Linked DNA regions of Mus musculus: region 1 is linked to region 2. A link is a contact called in public Hi-C data. All regions are on one chromosome and are shown on one strand. Each heading gives the region's core, a stretch centred on a gene start, on an enhancer-like site or on the middle of the called end of the contact. The rest is flanking DNA. Distances are from core to core; before and after follow the strand shown.

Region 1 (6,444 bases), core at 532-3,031, 42 kb after region 2:
CTGGGAGTATACAAATCTGTGCCACCAAGTCCCAGTTTAAAAATTTGGCAAGGACTTATTTATATAATTGTGCTGCCCCCCACCTCTCTCTCTGTCTCTGGTCGATTATACATAACTGAGCCATACTTTAATCCTGACCCCCACCATTGTAAATGCTCAATATAATTTTTGTTCTCTCTTTTCATTTCAATTTTAAACTTAGAGAAAAGATGAAAGAAAAGCTCAAAACAAAACAAAGACTTTTGACATAAGTTATAGGCAGATCTACTGCATGGAATTAACTGTTCAGTTCTAAGCGTCTATGCCCTAAGTTACTGCCCTGTTTCCAGTTACTGTAAATAACACACTGGCTCTCTGCATGCATCTCACCCTGGAGGACTCAAATTCACTAAAAAGTAGTTGGTTATTTTTTGCTTAAGAATGAAAAATGACTGCATACCATTTATTTCTGCACAACCTGCCTAGAGTGAACTGTTTGAAAACTTCCTTGTGTGCTTACTGTAGTAAATTGGGAACACATGGGCACGCGGCTTGCATTTAAACTTTATCAGGAAATTCAGGCTAATGAGCTTATCAATATACCAGAACAAAGATGAAACCTTTCACTTGGGCCACATGAGATAAGATAAAGAAAGGCACTCCCGAGAGTGTGGCGGTAGTGTCTGTATTCATCTGCCACCTGACCACTGTATACATGTGCAAGGGGTGAAGGGTTAGAAAAAGCTTGACCATGCCTGGAGCTTCAGTTCAGCACGACCTCGCGGCCTGATGCCCAGCCACTTGAATTTCTATTGGTCTGTCTTTTTAGTCTATCGAACTTTTAGCCTCTCTGTTCATCCTGATCATTTCTATACTGTCTCCATGTTATATATTATATTAACATTACGTACCAAGTGTTTTATGATTGTAAAGTGATTTGAGGAGAGTTTAGTCTAAATTTTTCATTGAAAATTTCCTGATAGTAAAAAGCTATGTTCTCTTGCATGAATGATATATAATCATTAAAATTAAGAAACTGGTCATAAATACAATAATCAATAGTCCTTTTTCACTTTTGCTAGTAGGTCCAGGAATGTCCTTTAGTCCACCCTTCTTTTTCCCCTGGTTCAGGGTCCAATTTAGGGTCATGAACTTCATTTTTGTCAAGCCTTTTTCCCCTTTATGTTGGAAGACTCCTTTGGCCTTTGTCTGTCATGGTATTGAATTTCTGAAAGGTATAGATCAATTAATTGTAAAGTAAGTCTCAATTTGTCTCCACGCATCCTAATGAGATGCAGATCAGTTTGGGTAGGCCGTGCATGTAGTCACTAGTGTTCTTTGAGGAAGTGTGGCTTGGCCTATGAGGGAGTATGGCTGGAGGGTTCTGTCAGTGGTAACTGCATTGGATTATAGCAGGAAAGGCAGTCAGATGCGTATTTTCCATGACTTTGGTTGAGTGACCCTCAATAAAAAGTTGGGCACAGAAAGAGCAATGGAAGGTGAAGGAGATAAGAACTGAGTTACACTTTGTGGCAGAAGGGCAGAGAAGAGACCAGAGGCTGCCAGCCTTTCAGCAGTTAGGGTTGCTGGGGCACCATCACCACTCTTAGACCCAATAGAACCTACTTTGGCTCTTTGAAAGGTCTGCCTGTGATGCTGCCTCTGTTTTATATAGAGCTCTACTGTTCCTCTGCCTTCTCCAGTGAGATATGAGCTAAAAGATGCAGGCATGGCTTATAGGATGTGATAATGTAACTGAGCTGATCTACTACTACCCACTGACTACTAGGCTCCAGGGAGGCTGTGTGCCTAAAAGATAAACCAACACATGAGTGAGGAAACTCCCTGCTGAGCATATGGCTCGAGCTGCAGCTAAATGTGCACTTCCTGTTTTAGGTGGGTGTGAGTTGGAAAGAAGGCAGTCTCAAAACCTATAGTACTACCTCAGCACAAATACTACTTCTTAGAATGTCTTCTTAAAAAGAGCGGGGCTTAAAATGCTATTTAAATATGGAACTGTTGCCTCCAAAGAGTAGCAGAAAATACTCTACACAAAGCACTCTGTGTCTATATTGTCCATGGAAACAAAATACTAGGTCTGTCTCTCTCTTATTTCCTTCCTTCCTCTCTTCCTCCTTTCCTATTTCCCTCTCTTCTTCCCTCTGTGCCTCCCTCCTTCTTTCCTTCCCCCCTTCCAACTTTTGATACAGGCTCTTATGTAACTCAGGTGGGCCTTGAGTTCAGTATGTGCCACCATGGATATCCCTGAACTTCCTCTAGTTCTGGAATTACAGGAATTCATAACAGTGTGCAGTTTCTGTGGTGTGGGGTACGGAAGCCAGATATATGCAGTAGGTAACGGCGGTCCAGCTGAGCTGCATCCTCAGGAGGCTTATGTTCTTGAAGAAATTACTCTTCTTACTAATAGGCTATGCATGTTACTATGTTATGCATGTGACTGTTAGGTGTCTCTTGAATTGAACTCTTGATGTTATCCTGCAGTCCTTCAGTTAAGGAGGAAAAGCATTAATGTTGAGGGGACTGTATCTCTGTTAATCCTTCAGTTTTAGGAAACTCAGTTAACAGATGAAAACAAATAATAAACTTTCATGTGAGTCTGTTTCCTAATATAGCAGACAGTGCGGCTGGAAGGCATTGTGGATTTGGTCTAATGCTACTTATGTTAATCACGTCCCCCAAATTACACAGGAACCTTCACATCTGCATGTAGGGGCTGAGGGACCCTGCCCCCCAGTTAGTTTTGATTGGTAAATAAAGTTGCCAGAGGCCAATGGCTGGGCAGGGAGACAAAGCGTCGAGGGAACTTTAGGATTCCTGGGCAAGGGACTCAAGAAAAGGCAGGAAGGGAGAGCTGCCTTGCCATGACAGCAGTAAAGGGCAAGCCTGAGAGGCGCAGAGGAGAGAGCATCAATAACGAGAGAGCTGAGGAGAGAGCATCAATAACGAGAGAGCTGAGGAGGGCTGCAGGGCTGGAGCTGGGGCAGCAAAGATGGAATGGAGATTGTATGTAGTAAGTAATAACTCAGGAATATTGGAGGGGAGTGTGCTAGCTTCGTGGAGCTTAAGAAGTAAGCTGTCTAAGGCATATTAAAATATAAGGCTATGTGGGGTGTGTGTGTGTGTGTTTCATTCTGTCATTCTGTAACCCAGAAAATTGGGGCAGGTAGCCACTGCAGAGTTGATTAGAGAAGAGAGGAATTGGCAACTACAACAGGAACTCAGGAGTCTGCCTCTTGTAACCTGTAGTCTAAGTTCTTTCTTTGAACGTCTAGCCATAATACTAACTAAGTACATTAAATTGACTATTAAAGGCACTGATGTGTTGAAATGAAATTGTGTATTTACATATTTTGTGGAAACATTTCTAGTCACATTTATAGAATCATTTGCCACCACACCTCAAACATGTAAAATTAATTAAACTGTGAGGCTGTTAGATTCAGGTGTGTTAGTGGCCCTGAAGTGATTGTGTCAGAGTTGATGTTGATGTAGCTATGTTAGAATTCATGAACAGTTATCTGATAGTTAAACATTTTGAAATAAATTAACCATATTCTCAGAGGGAGAATAAATCATATTTTCTAATAAGAAAACATATTTGCCCTACAAAGGTATTTACTTTCTAAAAGCCATTTCATTTACTTAGCACCTAATACGTTTGGTAACTTTAGGAGATCATGGAGTGTGTGTTAGTCCTGTGAGAGACCAGATCTTGGGTTCAGACTCCACCGTTGAGAACCTGACCTAAGGTTGAACTTGAGTTAACTAACAGGTTGGTATCTAGCAAGTTTCCAGGTTACCCCACCAACAAGACCTGCAGGTAGCACCAGTTTCCAGGTTAACCTCCCCAGCCCCCCAACAAAACTTGAGTCTAGTACCAGTTTCCAGGTTATTCTCTAAGAAATCTGTAGCTCTAGGTGACAAGCCTGCTCCTGACACTTCGCTTCCTAACAACCATCAATCAGGAGGAAAACAGAAATGAAGTTTATGGTTTGGCTCCCAGCTCAGCCAGTTATGTTAAAGGCTACAGTAGCCCCCAGTTAGATGCTTGCCAGGCTAGAAACAACCCTTGCTTGCCATTTCCCATAAAACCTCGTCCTGATGAGAGTTCAGAGCTCCTTTACCAAGCCGTCCTGTGGGTCGGTAGAGAGCAGGCCTAAGTCAAGTTTGTAAATAAAGACCCTGTGTGATTGATTACACCGGAATTGGCTCCTGGCTGGTCTTTAAATAAAGACCCTGTGTGATTGCACCGGAATTGGCTCCTGGTTGGTCTTCTGGGCTTCACAAATGCCTCTTGGTGCACTTGCATGACTGATAATATGTGCCAGGTAAACTTGAGGGTGTATAGACACACATACTCCTGAAAGCAATGTGGCAATAGATTGTAACTGCTTACACTGTCAACTTTCTGTGACTATGAGACAGCACCACTGAGCTCATTTCTTTTGTTAACCTAGGGTATATGGAATGGCTTGCCCCTTGATTTTAATAAGGTTCATGTTCTTTTTTCACAATAAACACCCAACATACTTCGTTCTTTGTTTTCCTATTTACTTCTTTATAGAACTAGCATACTTATCTCCTTATTTATTGTCTACATTACGAATTTTGAAATAGGAAGCATATAAGCTAAAGTATATAATTAGTCTGAAAGGTGACTGAGAAAGACAAACATGTTTGCCATATAGTTATCTTAATATATCATTTATGAGATCTGGAATTCATTACTCTCAAATGATATGCCTGAGATGGTCCACCTCTTTGCTTTTGTTGATATTGACTTGTGGCTCAGGAGACAGCTTCCGTCCACCAGCAGGGGGAGCAGCCTTTTCTTTTCTTTCTTTCTTTCTTTCATTCTTTCTTTCTTTCTTTCTTTCTTTCTTTCTTTCTTTCTTTCTTTCTTTCTTTCTTTCTTTCTTTCTTTCTTGCCAACACTACAGGTTTTGGCTGCAAGTCCTCTGTGGTGGCACTTCAGACCCAAGCTTCGTAGGCTCTTCATGCTTCGGCCTATTCTGACCTGCAACAGACTATGAGTTATACTAGACATTACTCCATCATAAACAATTTAGTGTCATTAAAATGTAAAGACAGAATGTGTAGACACATTCAACTCTGTGTTTTTATATTCAGCATCTACGTTGAGCTCTGTGAGGGCAACAAACAGTCTTGGATGTATTTGTATGCTCCAAGTGACTTAACTCGAGGAAGTATTTCTCAAAAGCACTTGTAAATGAATTACTGTTCAAATAGATATATTTGGGAGAAGAATTTGAATAAATTAAAAATTATTTTTCCCAGCTACCACTACAAAGTGCAAATCAGTACCCTGTTGTAGGGGATATATAGAGAGAAAATTCTGCACTTGTAAATTCCAAGTACTTAGATTTATGGGCACTTTCCACTGAAAGTTGTAGACTAGGCAATCCTAATACTTGAGCAGGATTTAGGCAGGAGGATCCATGTGAGTTCGAGGCGAGCTCGGCTACATACCAGACTCTATCTTAATACAGTAGGGATTCAAACTCAAATAACCCAATAAGGCCAGATTTTAGTATAATTGGTATACTATACAAGCCATACATTTAAAAATAATTTTGTTACTATCTATTTTTGTGTGTGTGGGTGTTTTGCCTGCATGTATGTCTGGGCACCATTTGTATTCAGTGCCCATGGAAGCCAGAAGCAAGTGTCCGATCCTCTGGGACTGGAGTTACAGACAATTGTGAGTTACCATGTGGATGCTGGAAACTGAATCCAGTCCTCTGGACGAGCAGCCTGTGCCTTTTAACTACCGAGTCATCTCTCCACTGACCAAATTACCTAGCTAAAGTATAAAACCTGTGACCTTTTAGAATATTCAGTGTTGTATAACTGTCACTACAACTAATGTTGAAACATTTTGTCACCTCCCCAAAGAACCCTAAATTCTGTAATAGTTTTCCCCCATTCTCTCTATGCCTACATTCAGTTCATGGTAACACTTAGCTTGCTTCCTACCTCTGCAGACCTGCTTAGTCTGCACATTTCATACATATGGAATCATACTACCCATGGTGCTTTGTGCTTGTTACTTAGCATCATGTTTCCAGGTTCACTTGTGTTGTGACAAGTATCAATAGCTCACTGCTTTGATTCCATCCCATCCTATGATACAAAAGTTGGAGATCCTCTTAGTAGTTGATAAACAGTTGGGTTGTCTCAGGTTTGGATTATTCTGAGTGATGTTGCCATAACAATCTATGCAAAAGCTCTTGAGTGACATGTTTTCTCATCAAGGAAAGGAAGAGATGAGTTGTTTGGCAACTGTCTGTTTAACTTTCGGAGGAACTGTCAAATTTTCAGTATTTGATGTTCTCATGAACATTAGGTGAATTTTCCCAAAACTCCACACTCATGCGATATTTAAAAAATGCTACTGGCTAAAGGGGGCTGCAGAGTGGACGC
Region 2 (6,319 bases), core at 58-2,557:
AGAGCAGAGGCTTCTGTTTGCCCTGACTCCTACTCAGCTTGAGGTGGGAGATGACCTAGTGTCAACTAGGTGATTTAGAGAGGCAGAAAGCCCCAAAGTACAATCAATCAGTATGGGAATGTTGAAGCTGTAGAGAGCCTTTGGGATTCCCTGCCGCAGTCCCCTTATTTTGCGGAAGGGGATGTAATGGAAGGATGTGTGACTCAATCGCGACCACCTGTCATGCACAAGCAACTCTCCCACCATTTCATCTGTCTGCTTCACTTTTCTTACCTGGCCCCTTTGGGTCTCACGCTCTGGGCTGACCGAAAAGCGCCTACCTCCTACAGCCAAAGCAGGCAAAAAAAAAAAAAAAAAAAAAAAAAAAAAAAAATACAGCGTCCTAAGCACCCCACATATAAGCACTAAATATTTCAAAAATCTGAATGTCTTCATTAAACCAAACCAAACCCCTGACCTTTACAGTGTGCTCAGTCTTAAGCTCCCCAGGGTTTTGTGTAGTTGTATGAAAGTGCTGGTTTTTAAGGTGAAGGACGGTGACTCTCGTGAGCCACCGTTTCCAACAGCTGGGGAGTAAAACTGCAGTCACCAGAACGGCCACCCAAGGGGGTTTTCTCACCTCCGCCCCTCCGCCAGCCAGGGCCAAGGCTCCTTCACGGTGGCTTTGAGGTGGGAGTTGGCAGGAGGCCTCCAGACGGGGTGGGCGTCGGTGACATCACCGTCCCTCAGCCTCACGCCCGGGCCTGGCGGTAGTAACGGGGACGCCTACACGCGGGGTGTGTAGCCCTGGATGGCCACGGGAAAGCTCCGGCCCTAAGACGTTTCCCAGAAGCCGCGCCGCGCCCTCTGGAGGCCGCGTGGCTCGCCCCACCGAAGCCGCCCGCCGCGGGCTGACGAGCAGCAGAGCCCTTACAAGGGGAAACGGGTCACAGAGCAGAGCGGTCACCGAGTCACAGGGCTCGGGCACGTGAGGTGGTGGCAGTTACCACCGACAACGGGGGCTGACCTATTTCCTGCGAGTGCGCGCTAGGAGGACGGGTCGCGCTCCTGGGCCTGCGTCCTCCACAGTGCCACAGGGGCTCGGAGAGTCCTTCCAAAAACAAACAAAAAGCAAAGGCGCGAAAGGCGGACCCGGCAGGGAGCACCAAGGGAGAGGCTGCCCCGTGGGTTCTCTGCGCTCGGCCTGACCGGCACAGGACAGCGTGCGCATCCTCGCCCGCTGTGCGTGCGCGTGCCCGCTCACCCGCTGCCGGGCCGGGGGGCGGGGCGCAGCGGGGCGGGGCGGGGCGCGCGAGGAGGGCGGTGGCGGTTGGAGGCCGAGGAGAAAAGGCGGCGGTCCGGGCAGGGCGGAGGCGCAGAGGATTGGGACGGGACGGGCCCCGTGCGTGGTCCGGTCCGGTGCGGGGACGCTGCGGAGCCGCCGGGCGCTAAGGCCAGAGAAGCCAGGGTTTGAGCGGCGCTTCGGCCCGCGCGGGCTGGTGAGTGTGGCGAGGCCGCGGGAGGCTGGCGCGGGGACGCGGGCGGGCGGGCGGGCAGCGGCCCGGACGGCGCGGGCCCCGGGGGCGGCGGGGCCGGTGGAGTCGGCGCAGTTCAGAGGCTTCCGTCCGGCTGGCCCCGTCCGGGTCGCGCCCGGCCGCCCGTGTGGCCTGCCCTTGAGGCTCCCGGCAAATGGCGCCCCGACCCCCGGGGACGCGGAACCGGGTGAGACCCCCACCTCCGCCCCCACCCCCACTGAGCGCAGAGGAGCCCCGGGGGACCCCGGAATGCGTGGCTCGCACCCTCTGCCTCGTAGGGACTTGAGGAGTTTGGGCGCAAACGGGTTAAAGGACGGCGAGGCATCTCCAAGTGTCTCCGCGGGATAAGCGAAGTTGGTAACTTTTCCATTCATGGAAGTGAGAGGCGCGGAGGCTTAGCTGTGGCCCTGGTTAAAGCGAGACTTAGGGATCACCCCCCCCCCCCCCAAGTTCCTGGGTTCCAGCTCGTGGAGTCCCAGATTGGAAGCAGGACAGGGAACGCACGGCGGATTCAAAGTCACTCGGGGATTACATTTTAACCTCGACGGAGGCCTGTGTTTGCCGCGTTTCTCCTGCTCCCCTCTCCCTTCTTTGAGTCCCGTGGTAAATCCCGGATAAAATAGATGCTTGGGAAGGAATTGACCTTTTCTTCCATGATTGCTTTGTTGACTGTGATCCAAGATGAAGTTATTTACGGGCATTCTGGTATCAAAGAGGGTTAACGTTTTTAAAACGAAGTCTCAAAAAGTTTCTGAGGTTCTTTTTTTTATTTGTTCCCTGCTAAATTTCAGGCAAAGTAAGTTACATTAACACGCTCTGCACGCTTTTATGTTAGTTTTCCCAAACAATCCTGTGTTGACTGACAAAGAGACAAAGGATACCATGAAGTATCCCTGTTTGATTTTTCTAAAGCATACAGTTTCGTTGAATCACTCTTCTTTATGCTTAGTCACTGTTTCTTGCTGTAGTAGTTTAGTTGAGGACAACATGTTTTGCTAACTTCTTAGATCACCAGTTTATACCCGATACTTAACATAGGGACATAAGCTTTTGTGTGTGTGTGTGTGTGATTCTAGAAATAGTAGGTGTTTTATGAATGATATAAGAAAACTGGAACTCTAATATTTCTGAATGTTTAGATTTAGGTTTAAAGGGTTTTTTGTTTATTTTTTGTCTTAAAATATAAAATACTTAAATAAAATATTCTTTTAAAAGTAATATTGCATAAAATAATTGCTAACACTTCCCATATGGCTTGAGAGGTGCTTTAAGGGCAGACAAACAGGCTTTAGTTAATGTGTTTACTGTTTGATATAGCATGTTTCTAAAATCTAACGCTTGGATAATCTTCTAAATAAGATTTTAAAACTGCTGTTTATTTAATAAAAGGAATTACTCTTGCTGGGCATTTTCCTGGAGAATATTTTTGCATTTATGTATTCAGTGATAAGAATTGTAAGTTTAAAAGGCTGAATAAATATTACATTTCATATTAGTTACGATGGGATAGAAGAGGGTCAGCTTGAAGTAGTTCCTATATGAATAGGAAAATGTTAGTCTGAATACACCTCCCTCAAAATGTGGGTTTTTTTTTTTTTTTAAACAAAATAGGTTGGGTTTTTTGTTTTTGTTTTTTGTTTTTTTTTGGTTTGTCTTTTTTTTTTTTTTTTTTTTTTTTTAACAGAATGGTTAATGTTAGCACTGGGTAGAGTGGTTCCTCATATAACAGTAAACTTTATAAATTTAAGTAACATTTAAAAGTAGTTGTATATAAATCTGGCTATTGTGTAAAGCAGAGTGACTCCATTTGTGAGTAACTATATTTACTGTTGAACACAGAAATAACTGTAATAAACTTTCAGAAATTCAGTATTGCTTTCTAGGTCCAATAATTGCCTCAAAGTCAAAAGCTGAGGCTTCCTGGAAGCCTCTTCTTGCCATCTTAGACTGAGTCCTTCCTGCCGCTTGACTAGATCTGGTTCCATCTATGTATTCATTTAAATAGGTTCTCATCTGAGTATCATTTAATTTCTGATCCAAGTCCATGATTTTTTTTTCATTTGTGTATTTAGGGGAGAAAATTGTGAGTAGTTAAAACTTTTATTTAAAAATTTTTAACCATGACCAGGTTTAGAAATGACAGCTGTTTGTTTTGATTATATTACATCTGGAGGGATAAGAACATGAACATAAATTTCCATCTCGTTAGCTCATTTTTATATAAAACCAGAAGCAAAGTTTAATAAAATAATTAGAATATAACTTGTTTAGCCATGTGCCTGGTTAGCCTCAGTTGTCAAGTTGACAAAACCTTGAGTCTGAGAGAAGAAGCCTCAATTGAGGAATTGCCTAGGTCATTCTGGCCTGTGAGGCTGTCGGTGCTGGACTGTCTTTAATTGATGTAGGAGGACCTAGCCCTCTGTGGGCAGTCCCATCCCTAGGTAGATGGCCCTGGACTATTTAGGAAAGCTAGCTGAGCATCGGACAGTGAGCAAGCAAAAAAGCAGCATTCCCTCATGGCTTCTGCTCGAGTTCCTACCGCCTGCTCTGGATGCACTGTGACCTGGGAGTGTCAGCAGAAGCAGACCTTTTCCTCCCTGTACTTGTTTTTGGTCCCCGTGTTTTATGTATTGCCTCAGCAGTATAATGAAGGTAGAAAATCAGTGGATTGGGTGTGTGTGCACCATGAGTTGGGGATTTGGTGGGAATTTTAATTTTCCTCATGTGGAGTGGTGAGGCTTTGACCATTCTCTGTTTGTTGTGCTTTGTTTTTACTGTGCTCAATGCAGAATCCAAGCCCTTGCATCTGGTAGGCAAGTGCTCTACTGCTGAGCTCCCTGTCTGGCCTCCACCACCATCACCATCCTTTAAAAGCAGATAAAATAACTGAGGTATAGATTTGTTAACTTCAAAACTAAATGCACCTATTTGATTAGTGGGTCAGCAAGTACTTCTGTTTATTACGTACTAGTACCTCTGACTATACAAAAGATAAGATTTTTCTTAGACAAATTAGACAAGACTGCTTCCATATCAGCCTTACATTAGAACATGTTAGTAGAATTGTTTCCCTAATAACACACACATGTGATGCTAAGCAAAGGCTACGCTGATGCCACTTCAGACTTTGAGGTCATTTTTCTTCACGCCCTGCTCAGGCCCCTGCACGTGTACAGGCATCAACCAATACCTTTCTTTTCAAACCTAGAGCTTTTCCCTATATTCAGTTCTCTAAGGTTGGTTTTTGTTTTTGTTTTTTATTTGAAGGTCAAAATTGAAGTTACTGTTTGATTTATTTTTTCTTTGATTGGCTTTTATGAAATGTTAGGTTTTATAGTCGTATAAGATGCCTGGGACATATTAGGTGATGCTTAATGTTTGAGCACCATTAACTCTGCATGGCTAACTGATGTATTTTGTTTTAAATTAATTTTCTAATGCTAGATATGTACAGGTTTTTTTTTTTTTATCATGTCATGGTGTATTTTCCATGAAATCAAGGATGTCTGAGAATTTATTTTCTTTTCTTTCTTCTTTTATTCATGTATTTACACAAGTGCATATGAAATTGAAGCACAGTTGTGAACTCGGGGAACATAAGAGTTTAGGGGCAGGCATACTTTGGGTGTTCTTAGAGATTATAGTTTTCCTATAGAGCTGGTTATTTAAAAAAAAAAAAGAAAAGATTTATTTTCAGTTGTCCCTAGCACTGCCATAGAAAGTACAGCACAGAAGAGCATCTGTTTTGTAAGAGATCCATGCCTTGTCTTAGGTTCTAGGGGAAGGTCACAAGCTGAAACTAAGGTTGACACACATGGCGCATGGTGAGGGAAAGATGTGTGTCTGTGTGTGTGTCTTTGAGACAGGTAGACATTGGAAACACCCTCAGTTGTATTAACTTTTTCTTAGCATCTTTTAAAATTGTGCTAGTTTATGATTATGTCATCTTGTAGATTTTTGTGACGTTTGTGAAACAGTAGAAGCCACTGTCTTTGTGCCTTGAGTAAGAAGCTCTTGTTTCCTTGTGTGGGAAATGGCGCGTTTAAGGGTTGCTAGTCAGCCATGGAGTAGGAGTTGGCAAACAAAAACTGCTAGAGAAAACTGAAATTATTGTAATTAAAGTTACATCATATACAAATAATTTTTTGTCTAATGAAACTTTTTTAATAATTCTTTTAAGTGTAGCCTACTAGAAATTGATTTGGGTATGTTTAAAAAATGCCATTGAGTTTAATGAAGCACATCTCAAAGTTGAAGCCATAATTTTAACGAAACGTTTTCTACCAGGTCTGGTGGGCCACTATTTAAGGATAAATTAAGGATTGAACTTTTAAACACCTGTAACACAGGATTCATGAACAACTTAAAATACCTTGTGAAGGCATTTTAAATTTTATAATAGTGACCATGATTCAAAACAGGGTGGATTTGGAAGCGCTTTAAAGTTTGAAAGCTAGACTCTCTTTCCAGAAAGGCTATTGGCTATTACTGAACTTTCTTTTTTCTTCTTTTTTTCTTTTTTTTCCCGAGACAGGGTTTCTCTGTGTAGCCCTGGCTGTTCTGGAACTCACTCCGTAGACCAGGCTGGTCTCGAACCCATAAATCTGCCTGCCTCTGCCTCCCAAGTGCTGGGATTAAAGGCATGCACCACCACCGCCCGGCCTGAACTTTCTTTTTTTTTTTTTTTTTTTTTTTTTTCCGGCCTGAACTTTCTTATTTCTTTGTATATTTAACTATAAAACAGGCTTGACCTAGACATGTCAAGAATGGTTAAATTCATATGTTCATATTTAAAACATATGGTC

Evidence for each region. Hi-C and Micro-C count contacts between places; a contact is called where the count stands out from the background.
Region 1: a contact with region 2 is called in a Hi-C map of the G1E-ER4 cell line, with 2.3 times the contacts expected there. The contact joins the enhancer-like site here to the promoter of Fbxo30 in region 2. A contact is called at or near these places in 1 of 15 datasets of contacts at CTCF or cohesin (the G1E-ER4 cell line), 4 of 484 Hi-C or Micro-C datasets (the G1E-ER4 cell line, erythroblasts, macrophages and 1 more), 3 of 115 datasets of contacts at active chromatin or transcription factors (bone marrow-derived macrophages, embryonic stem cells and epiblast stem cells) and 2 of 9 other capture datasets (adipose tissue and pancreatic islet).

The regions. Positions count from the first base shown.
Region 1 is chr10:11,321,925-11,328,368 of GRCm38.p6, forward strand. No RefSeq gene overlaps it. Among named protein-coding and RNA genes, the nearest start is that of Gm25979, 5.5 kb to the right of the region's middle. Within about 2 kb of position 1,782, at least 28 of the 459 cell types and tissues checked have an H3K27ac peak or open chromatin away from gene starts, as enhancers often do. A contact at or near this core is called in the G1E-ER4 cell line and erythroblasts, where this site is marked.
Region 2 is chr10:11,280,023-11,286,341 of GRCm38.p6, forward strand. Fbxo30 (F-box protein 30) reads left to right here and starts at 1,308. Exons shown (of 3, transcript NM_027968.3): 1 at 1,308-1,478.